3 separate regions of the Mus musculus genome follow, and all the other regions are linked to region 1. A link is a contact called in public Hi-C and promoter capture Hi-C data. All regions are on one chromosome and are shown on one strand. Each heading gives the region's core, a stretch centred on a gene start, on an enhancer-like site or on the middle of the called end of the contact. The rest is flanking DNA. Distances are from core to core; before and after follow the strand shown.

Region 1 (3,198 bases), core at 204-2,703:
CTATGTCGAGATTCTTGGGGACTTTGGGGGCTGAAGATGTCTCTGTCTCATGAAGTCATTTGCACTTAGTATGTCCTCCACTCTAATTCTAACCCAGTGGTTTCTAACCTGTGAGTGTGGCCCCTTTTAAGGGTCACGCGACCATTTCACGGGGTGGGGGTGTAAAGGGGGCACATATCAGATATCCTGCATGTTAGATATGCACATCACAATTCCTTAACAGTAGCAGAATCCATGAACTAATTTGTACCTGAGGCACATTGCAATAACAAAGTAACACTGAAAAGAATTTTATGATTGGGGGAAGAGGGTCACCCCAACATGAGGAACTGCATTAAAGGGTCACAGCTTTAGGAAGCTTGAGAACCACTGGTTTATTGCAACACCTGGCATGCGGCACACACAGACAGCCTGCTGGCTCTCTCGTACATCATCGTCCCTTGCTGGTGCTTGATGGGATATCTCTGGGAAGGCCCCACGATGCTGGCTACATTGTAGCTGTGCTCTCGGTGAGAGAAGGTCTGAGCATGGGAGGGATGCATGCTATCTAGTTCACACCAGTGAAGCCCCCCTGATCCCCGGGGGCACCTGTTCTCTTCCCATGAAAAGATAGCCATTGTCGTTTTCTAAATATCTAAAGAGATGCTGAAGTTATCTCACTTCATCAGCTCTCCCAGTGTGTTCTTTTGGAAAGAATAGAAACTCGTCTTCTTTAAACTCACCCTCAAGCAGGTGTCCCCAAACTCTGACTTCTTAGCCTAAATATGTCCTGTGGTTTGCTTTTTATAGGATTTTTTTTAAAAAAATAAGGGCTATGTAACTAGGCATAGTGGTACACACACCTGTGATTCCAGTGCTTGGGAGATAGAGGCAGGAGATTCAGGAGTTCAAAGCCAGCCTCAGATACATAAGCAAGTTCAAGATCCGCTCCCACAACGCTGGGCTTCAAAACCAAATAAACAACAAAAGAACTGTTTGTATAAACAGAAAGTTCCACCGATATCTACTGGAAGTGTTTCTCTAGGGAAGATACAGTTCCATCGCAGCAGCAACGTAGATGGCTTGTGAAGTCTAGCGGGATGGCAACTTTGGGGACCAGATACATTGTTGCTGTTCTCTCGGATTCTGATGAAGCTGTTCACTCCAAAAAGATTTCTCCCTGGGGCTCTTGAAGCCCAAGAGACTGGAGATGATGCTTGTGTTGCTGCTCTTTGCTCCGGGTCATGTTTCAGTAACAAACCGTCTTCCTTGTCTGAGCATGTAGGACTTGTTACTGTTGTTGACAGTCTCTGCCTTCCCTTTTGGGCAAGACCCTTAGGTTTCGCTCAAGGGCATGGTGAGAGTGGTGCTAAGAGTTGCCACTAGATGGCGCCATAGTTACGAGCAATAGACCGACCGAGCTGGAGTCTGGCGTGGAGGAAGCAGAAAGTCTTGTGATTTCAGGCTATTTCCTGTCCTAGACAGACCTCATTCTAGACTCTGCTCTGCCACAGATCGTCGGTGTCTTTGTATGCTTAATTAAAAAAAAATGGGGATTATAAATAAAGTAATGCTCCATTTTCCCTCAGAGAGATGCGGTGAACATCAGGGAGACCAGACTTCAAGCGCCAACCACAGTTGGGCAAGGTGGACCAAAGGGCTCTGTTCTGATCCAAAGCTGGATGAAGGTACGGAGTTCTAGGGTGGCACACTCAGGACAGCCGTAGCTACAGATGACCCAGTTTGCTTAAAAAGACAACAGGGAAGGAAGGGTTTGGGACATTTTTATTATAAATGATAAACCATTTGAGGAGTGAGCTGTGTTTGCTTGTGATTGAACACAGTACCACGTACACATAAAAATCACCCAGCACAGTATGCACAGTTTCAATTTTTTTATGTAGTTAGGAATCAGTTACAAATAAGTTCAGGGTCTGGGGAGTCAGTACTGTGTAAGCGTGAGGGTCTGAGTCCAGCTCCTTTCACCCATGTCAAAAAGCCAGGGTGGGGAACATGTGCCACAGACTCCGGCATTGGGAGGCAGACACAGGCGCGCTTAGAAGCCTGATAGCCAGCCAGCCTAGCTGAATCCACAAACCCCGGGTGCAGTGAGAGACCCTGTCTCAAAATATTAAATGTGAAGCATGCTATGGTGTTTGTCAACTTGACACAAACCTGAACAGCCCTGGGAGAAGGGAGACGGAGCTGAGGAGTCCCTCTCACCACTGTAACCCCAGGCATGTCTGTGGGGGATTGCACCCAATCCATTGTGAGGGTGCTGTCCCCAGGCAGGTGGTCCGAGGCTGCAGCAGAAAGCTAGCTGAGTGATTTATAAAGAGCAAGCCAGTGGGCAGAGTTCCTCCATGGCCCGTGCTTCAGTGTCTGCCTAGAGTTAATATCTTGACTTTTTTCATGATGATGGACCGTTCCCTGCAAGCCAAATAAATCCCTTTCCTCTCCAAGTTGCTTTTAGTCAGCGTTTTATTTATTCTTTTTTTGTCTTTTTTTTTTTTTTTTTTTTTGAGCCTGGATCTCACTGCATAGCTCTGGCTGGCCTGGAATTAAAGGTGTCCACTACCATCCCTGGCAGGGTAGAGTAGTTTTTATCCTAGCAGCACACGAAAAAGACAGAGTGGTAGAAGGCCACTCAATGTTCACCTCTGGCCTATGTGTATGTACACACACACACACACACACACACACACACAGGCACGCACACACGCATAAACACATGCACAAACACATGCTCACACATGCACAAATGCACACACACATGCAGGCATGCATGTGCACACACAAACATATGCACACACATCTATACACACAACCTTATACAAGCAAAACATAAATGTAATTTAAATTTAAAAAGAGTGGAAGAATCCTTTCGAGCCTCTGTCTCCTTGTTTGCAGAACAGCAAAAAGCCAGTGCGTGGGGGCCGTGGGGGCCGTGGAGGCTGTGGGGACCGTGGGGGCTGTGGAGCTGGAACCAGATAATCCATTCCACACTGTGTAGAAGGGAGCAACCTATCAGTCAGTGGTGCGTCTGTGAGTCTGTCTGTCTGTCCTCAGGGCTCCGTTCTCTCCTCTCACTTCTCATTTTATCAGAAGGTATCCTGATGTCAACCTCTGCCTTCCACATGTGCCCATGCACAGCATGAATGTACACGTGTGCACACATACATGCCATTTCTTTATGTGCATCGCAGTTAACCATTCATC
Region 2 (3,382 bases), core at 527-3,026, 290 kb after region 1:
GAATTAACTGAGGGGCTCCCAGAGTTCTTGGTGGTGATGGTTTGAGAGCCATGGGGTCATGCTGCAAAAAAAAGGCACTGTGTTGTGTGGTGAAGGATAAATCCCATATGGGGATATAAGACCTGCCCATAACCTCTTCTAGACAAAGAGTTTAGAAACACACTGAGGTGAGCCAATGAGTCCCATCAACCAAGCCACGTAGAAGGAGGGTCCAGAGCAGGGATCTGGGTGATGGGAAGGTCCCCAGAGAAAAGCAACTCTTGCATTAACTGCAAGGTAAAAATTTAACATGAAATCTTCAGTCCCCATTTGCTTGTTTTGCAACTGTAGACTGCGAGACGTCTTCACCCAGATAAGATGAAGAAAAACCTCCCAATCCTTTGACCTAACGCAACCAAGCAAGGCTGACCCATTGCGTCACCCTGTGGAGAAATCTATTACTACATCATCCAGGGACGGTCGTTCGGTTCTCCCTCCCATCCCCCAACATCTGAGTTGCCTTAAATCTGAGTGCTGCTAAAGTAGTGTACCCTCAAATCAGAGAGTCCCTGGGGCTGGGGATGGGAGCGAAGAAGGACCAAGGCTGACGTCTTAGGAACAGGTGACTTCCTGGTTGTCTTGAGGAAGCTCGTTGTTGAAGCTGCTCTCTCCAAAGGGTGAGTACGGAGGGACCTGGGGAGCCTCGATGATGAGCAGGCCCTCTGGAGAAAGCGAGGCAAATACAGTGGCTGGATCCACTTCTGCAGGGAGCCTGGGAGAGCAAAACAGAAGGTCTTACCACTGATTGTTTTTCATATAGCTAAAGCTACCGTGTTCATTGAAAAGAAAATGTTCCTTTGAATGCAAGCATGTGTATGGTACAAGTGTATGTGTGTGTATGTGTGTGTGTGTCTGTATGTGTGTGCATGTGTATGCTTGTATGTGTGTGCATGTGTGTGTACATGTGTGTGCCTATGTGTGTATGTGTGTATTTGTGTGTGTATCTGTGTGTATCTGTGTGTGTATGTGTGTATGCTTGTATGTGTATGTGTGTGCATGTGTGTATTTGTGTTTCCTATTTCCTATTATCAGAAGCCCAAAGCCCTCCCAAAGCCACCTTGCCAGACCGGAACTTTGAAGATCAACAAAGGTGCTTCTGTAGGACTTGGATAACCGCCAAGCCAAGCTTTGAAAGCAAGAAGACAATGCCTGGCTGGGGGCCTCCCTCCTACAGCCCCTCCCCTCCCACTGTGAGGGGGATGTATTTTAACTGTTCGTGTGCTAGCCCGGTATAAGTATAGCTTGCCTCACACCCCCCCACACTCCCCACCCCCCCACCCCCCACCCCCCCACACACCCCCACCCCCACCCCCGGCCAGCAGAGCTGAATTTACGTTCTGGTTCTCCAACCAGCAGAAGGGAACTGATGGTCTGACCTCCTCCCAAACCTACTTCCTTGTAGGGAAAAGAATGCCAGATTCGTATCCTGGAGTCACACTGAGTGGTGCGAGGATGCCTTGCCCTGTCACTGGCCCCGCAAGCTGGCATCCTGACAGTTGTAGATATTTGATATGTATCAGAGCCCAAAAGACCTTCCTAGTGACCCAGAAGGATGATCTCGTACATGGAGAAACGGAAGCCTGGAGACAGAGCTAGACTCGTTCCAGTAAACTGGATTCCCGAGGTAGGGAGAAGTTAAGTTCTCCTTTTGGCTCTCATTTGCATCTGAATGTCGGCCCCCCACCGAGTGCTAAATACCCAAGACGCCTCTGGGGCCCTTCACTAACTGCTTTCTCTTTCCTGGTAAAAGCTGGCTTAAAACTTGGGTCCCAGAGCAACTGGCTTTATCTCATTAGAACTGGCCCAGGGTAGAGTCTTTGAGTTTATTTCCCTCATAGGTGGGTTCTTGAGGGATCACGTCGTCGGTGGTGAGAATTTAATGTTATTAAAAGCCAGCTGACCGTGGAGGGGGGTAAAGCCCTAAGCCGGTGATGGGAGGAATGGAAGTTTACTAAGTCTGAGAACATGGGGACAGTGAAAGCTGTCATCTGAGGTCCCTTGATCCAGCAGGAAGGTAGAGAGAGGGACCTGTGGTCAAATTCCACGGTACCTCATTTCTTTTAGAGACAGTTTTTATCAAAGTGTGTGTGAGTGAGTGAGTGTGTGTGAGAGTGTGTGAGTGTGTGTGTGTGTGTGTTCACGTGGGTATGACCTCATCTACAAGCATGTGGAAGTCAGGAATCAACTTTGGGTGTTGTTCCTCAGGAATTTTCCAGCCTGATGATGATGATGATGACGACGATGATGATGATTTCATCGATTTCATCATCTTTATTGGTGGGATCTATTCTGGAGATCTGGGACGCCCTGACTAGGCTAGGCTGTCCGGCCAGCATATCCCAGGGAACCTCTTGCCTCCGCCTCCCCAGCCTTGGGATTGATGAGCACATGACACCATGCTGGAATTCCTTCATGGGTTCTGGGGCTGGAGAGCAGGTCCTCCTGTGTGTCTAGCACCACATGGACTGAGCTATTATCTCCCCAGCTCCCAACTCCCCAGTTCCCTTTCCTTTCCAACCCCTGGTGTCCCACGCTCTCCCTTGAAGAGCCTGGTTATCTGAGCATCCACACAAACCCTGCAGAGGTGTTCTCCCTGGGTCTTGTCTCCTCAGCCTTCCGTTCCCCAGCTCCACCGACATGCTCAGATCTCTCCTTCTTTTCTCCTCCAGGGTTTTCTAAAGCTCTGCATCTATTTGTTACCAGCGCTGCGACTCTGTCACCCGCCCCTCCCAACTCCAGTTTCCTCACGGACAAGGTGGGTTTAATAACCTCGCCCAATGGGATTCTTTTAGGACTAAGCCTGTAGACCTCATAACATGGCCACAGCAAGCCACAGAGGTCAAGCAGGGGCTGACCAGATACCCGAGGAGCTGTGAGGCAAAGAGAACAAAGTGTGATGCGCTGGGCATCTTCCCCATGACTTCCTGAATCCTGTTTCCTGTTTTGTCCTCCAAGCTGGGGGTCGAAAAGGGCCTGCCTCCGACCTGCTAGGTACCTCCAAACTGTCTCTCCTACCCAACACAGATAGGCCTCTGGGACAGGGTGTACTTCCAAGCCCAAGGCCTGTACTTAGGTGAAATCCCACTCTGCATAACTGGGATCCTCAAAGAACCCTGGGCTTGTCTAATGAAATATTTCTGTCCTCTAAAGACAACCAAGTTCCATGTGTACAAGCATGTGGAGGTCGGGGGTCAACTTTGGGCATTTTTCCAGCATTATTGTCATGATGATGATGTCACAATAATTTCATCATCACCACCACCACCACCATCATCACCATCATCATTGGTGGGCTCTATTATAGGGATCTGGCCCAGGGTTATCCCAGTCTCCAGTTGGACGC
Region 3 (3,106 bases), core at 309-2,808, 320 kb after region 1:
TCGGTGAAGGCTAAGATAAGGCTGCACGGTGAGATAGATGGTTCTGAGTGGGATTTCTGAGGAAATGCATAGAAGCTACCACCATCTGAGCACATGGGCATCCAAAACCCAGGTGGGGTAGATGACGCAATTGATAAATTTCTTCATAAATGTGTTCTCCATGTAAAAAGACTGGGCATGGTGTCCCACACATGTAACCTTAGCATTGCGGGAGGCGGAGACAGGCTAATTCTGGAGGCACATTGGCCATCGGGCTGGTGAGATACTCTGTCTCCAAAAAAAAAAAAAAAAAGCAGTTGGACAGCACCTGAAGGAATGACACCTGAAGTTATCCTTTGGCCTCTGCATGTGTGTGAAAACACACACACACACACACACACACACACACACACACAAGTAAAAAAAATTACCCAAATGGTTACACATCTGTTTGAGAAATTCAACAAATGCGCTGACCCATATGGATCTATGTGTGACACACAGCAGGTAGGTCATAAGAGCTCCCAAATACCCTGTCTTCCTTCTCTGAACATCCCATACCCAGAAGACACTGGGCCATGTATGAGAACACCTTAGCATGGACCTTAACTAGAACAGAGGTGTGGATCCTACAGGCTGAAAACCTGGAAACCCTTGGGAAGGTGATGATGAGCTGTGGTCACTGTAATGCTGAGACAGGCTCCCAGGATGCTGGAGGGCACAGTATGTGTCACTAGAGAGGGAAGTCATTCTGGGCAGCTGCTGCATGGTCAGGCTGAGCAAGGGGGAGTTGAGAGTGTTCTGCTTTGAGATTTTCCAGGTGGGAATCCCAGCCCCTCATGTAAAGAAATGGTTTTGAGGTGTGTGTGTTGGGGGGCAGAATCAGCTAGGTCCTTGACCAATGACCACTGGAGGAAATAGCTTAGCCTTGGAGAAAAGAGACACAGTGTGGAGTGCTCACTGCTTAGGTCCCCCTAGAAAGGTTCCACCAAGGGACAAGGGACACGGAGTCAGGCAGATGCCAGTTCTAAGAGCTAGGAATGACAGTCCCTTTCCACGGGCCTCAGCCCCTCCCAACTGAAAAGTAGCCATTAGGACCTTTGTCACCAGCTCATCAGAATAGTTGTAGAAGAAGCAGTCTAACAATGGACCATGATTAGAGTCAGGACAGGGCAGAGCCACTTTGTGTTCCCCCAGCATGACTCGAGGGAGACTGGACTTGGAGAGTTTAAATTAGACGAAAAAAGCGTTGGAGTTAGTCTCTGTGACTTTCATAACCTTGGTGCATCCCACATCCCAGCTAATTCCTACTTTGCCCTGCAGGAAATTCCAAGCCCCCTATCCTTTTGCTTGCTTCCTTGGTTGATGGCCATCAGCCTTGCTGTCTATTGTAATGCTAAGTGTGGGACCACAAGACTGGGCGGCTGCACTTAGACCTGTAACCCTACCCACCCCCACCCCCACCCCCACTGTGAGTTATTTCTGGTTGGGAAATAAAGATGCCAACAGCCAATAGCTGGGCAGAAGAGACATAGGTGGGGTTGAGGTTTCTCCCTGGCTTGGGATGGGGGAGAACCACAGTGGAGAAGAAGAAGGTGCAGGAGGAGGGAGGAGAAGCTGCCATGGGTGAGGAGTCAAGAAAAAATGGCCCTGAGGGCTGGCTGATTGGCGTTAAGAGCAGCCCAGATAAAACATAGTAAGTGATAACTTGGGGTTATCGATAAGAGGTTACCAATTCTAACAGCATAGAGAGTACATATCTGCCCAGCTCTTTGAGCTGCTTAAGGCTTATTGTAAATATAAAGATGGTGTGTGTCTTTTATCCGGGAACTAAATGGTCTAAGGTGGGGTAGAAACCTCAGGTTGGGATTAAACATTACTACAACATGGTATATCCATGATATCCACCAGGATGGAGTTCACTGCGCCAGAGCAGAGCTCTCTCCCATGCCCTCTCCAGAACACACCAGCCAAGTCCATTGGGTTTCTAAGACAAGACTGAGACCCAAGATCCACTCCTTTTATCCCCAAAGAGAACCACAAAAGAATCCCATAGCTTTCTCCTGTTTTCAGCTTGTTAATACAGACATAATTTCATGTAGCCAGGGAAAAAGGATTCTCTCTCTGTGTTTCAGTTGTGATTTTTTAATAGAAGTTGGTTCGAGTACAGGCATTTGAGTTCCTCAATTAAGTTCCATCTAAATGAGGTTTTTTTTTTCCCCCTAGTGCTTTAGATCCTTTTGGACTTAATTTGTATGACAGAAGCCTCTGTTTCTGCGATTCCAATTTGGCTGGTAAGTCTAGCACTCATTACCTGGGTGATAATTCCCCCACCACAGACAGCAGCACCCAGAGCTGAGAGATGGGTGGGTTTTCAATAACAACCCAGCAGGAGGGCTGGTCCCCCTCACTTTTCAATACCACTCAATAAATAGGAAATAATAAATTATTAAGTAAGCCATGTTCTGAGGTCAGGCTCACATCATGGTATTTACAGTGCAAAACTGACAACCGCCAAAAAAAGAAAAGAACAAAACCACAAAATCAAAACAGAGATGAATAATGAAGCAAAACAAAAAGCTAAAACAACAACAACAAAATCCCAAATACACAAACAGAAATAAAAATTAAGGACAGAGGGATGGTGACCATGATGTCATTGTCATTGGCTCATCGGTACAGAACGAACAGAGAAGGCATAGCATTCTTTAAAGTGTTGTCTGATGGTGTTGTGTTTGGCCAGAGTGTCTCTGGTGGGCTGACCAGCGGAAGGGGGCATGTGTCATACACATATCACTAAATAAAATTTTCTACTCAGCAGAGAGAAAACCAGGGTGGGGCACAGACACCCGTGAGAAGACTGTTCAGAATGTACGCAGAAGAGGATGAGGGGAGGGGGACTCTAGCCCAGGTCTGAGGGCATGACACTCGCTAGAATCTCTGCCTAATGTGCATGAGGTCTTGGGTTTCACCCTCAGCACCACAGGAAAAGAAAAATGCAGCACAAAACAAAACAAAACAAAAAACAAAAAACAATCAAACAAACTAAAACAAACAACAAAACCCCAATGTTGGAAGTCAGCCTGGAGAAAGACAAAACTCACTGCTTTCTTCTTCAACCTTTGGT

What was found. Promoter capture Hi-C pulls out the DNA fragments that hold promoters and counts their contacts. A called contact is a pair of places that touch in the nucleus more often than the background predicts.
Region 2: a Hi-C map of embryonic stem cells shows a contact between it and region 1, with 7 times the contacts expected there. The contact joins the enhancer-like site here to the promoter of C330018A13Rik in region 1. A contact is called at or near these places in 3 of 484 Hi-C or Micro-C datasets (the N1E-115 cell line and embryonic stem cells) and 7 of 115 datasets of contacts at active chromatin or transcription factors (embryonic stem cells and epiblast stem cells).
Region 3: a contact with region 1 is called in a promoter capture Hi-C map of hippocampal neurons, with 4 times the contacts expected there. The contact joins the promoter of Srrm4os here to the promoter of C330018A13Rik in region 1. A contact is called at or near these places in 2 of 39 promoter capture datasets (cranial neural crest and hippocampal neurons), 3 of 484 Hi-C or Micro-C datasets (embryonic stem cells, growing oocytes and uterus) and 2 of 115 datasets of contacts at active chromatin or transcription factors (both in embryonic stem cells).

Annotation. Positions count from the first base shown.
Region 1 is chr5:116,122,161-116,125,358 of GRCm38.p6, forward strand. C330018A13Rik (RIKEN cDNA C330018A13 gene) reads left to right here and starts at 1,454. Exons shown (of 2, transcript NR_153384.1): 1 at 1,454-1,667.
Region 2 is chr5:116,408,740-116,412,121 of GRCm38.p6, forward strand. It overlaps Hspb8 (heat shock protein 8), which reads right to left. Exons shown (of 3, transcript NM_030704.3): 3 at 1-751. The coding sequence ends at 592. It overlaps Gm36841 (a long non-coding RNA gene), which reads left to right. Exons shown (of 6, transcript XR_878708.2): 2 at 1,442-1,663; 3 at 2,709-2,794. Among named protein-coding and RNA genes, the nearest start is that of Gm36841, 3.8 kb to the left of the region's middle. Within about 2 kb of position 1,777, at least 44 of the 459 cell types and tissues checked have an H3K27ac peak or open chromatin away from gene starts, as enhancers often do. A contact at or near this core is called in embryonic stem cells and epiblast stem cells, where this site is marked.
Region 3 is chr5:116,437,164-116,440,269 of GRCm38.p6, forward strand. It overlaps Srrm4os (serine/arginine repetitive matrix 4, opposite strand), which reads left to right and starts at 1,559. Exons shown (of 4, transcript NR_015595.3): 1 at 1,559-1,675; 2 at 2,206-2,273. It overlaps Srrm4 (serine/arginine repetitive matrix 4), which reads right to left. Exons shown (of 13, transcript NM_026886.3): 13 at 2,109-3,106.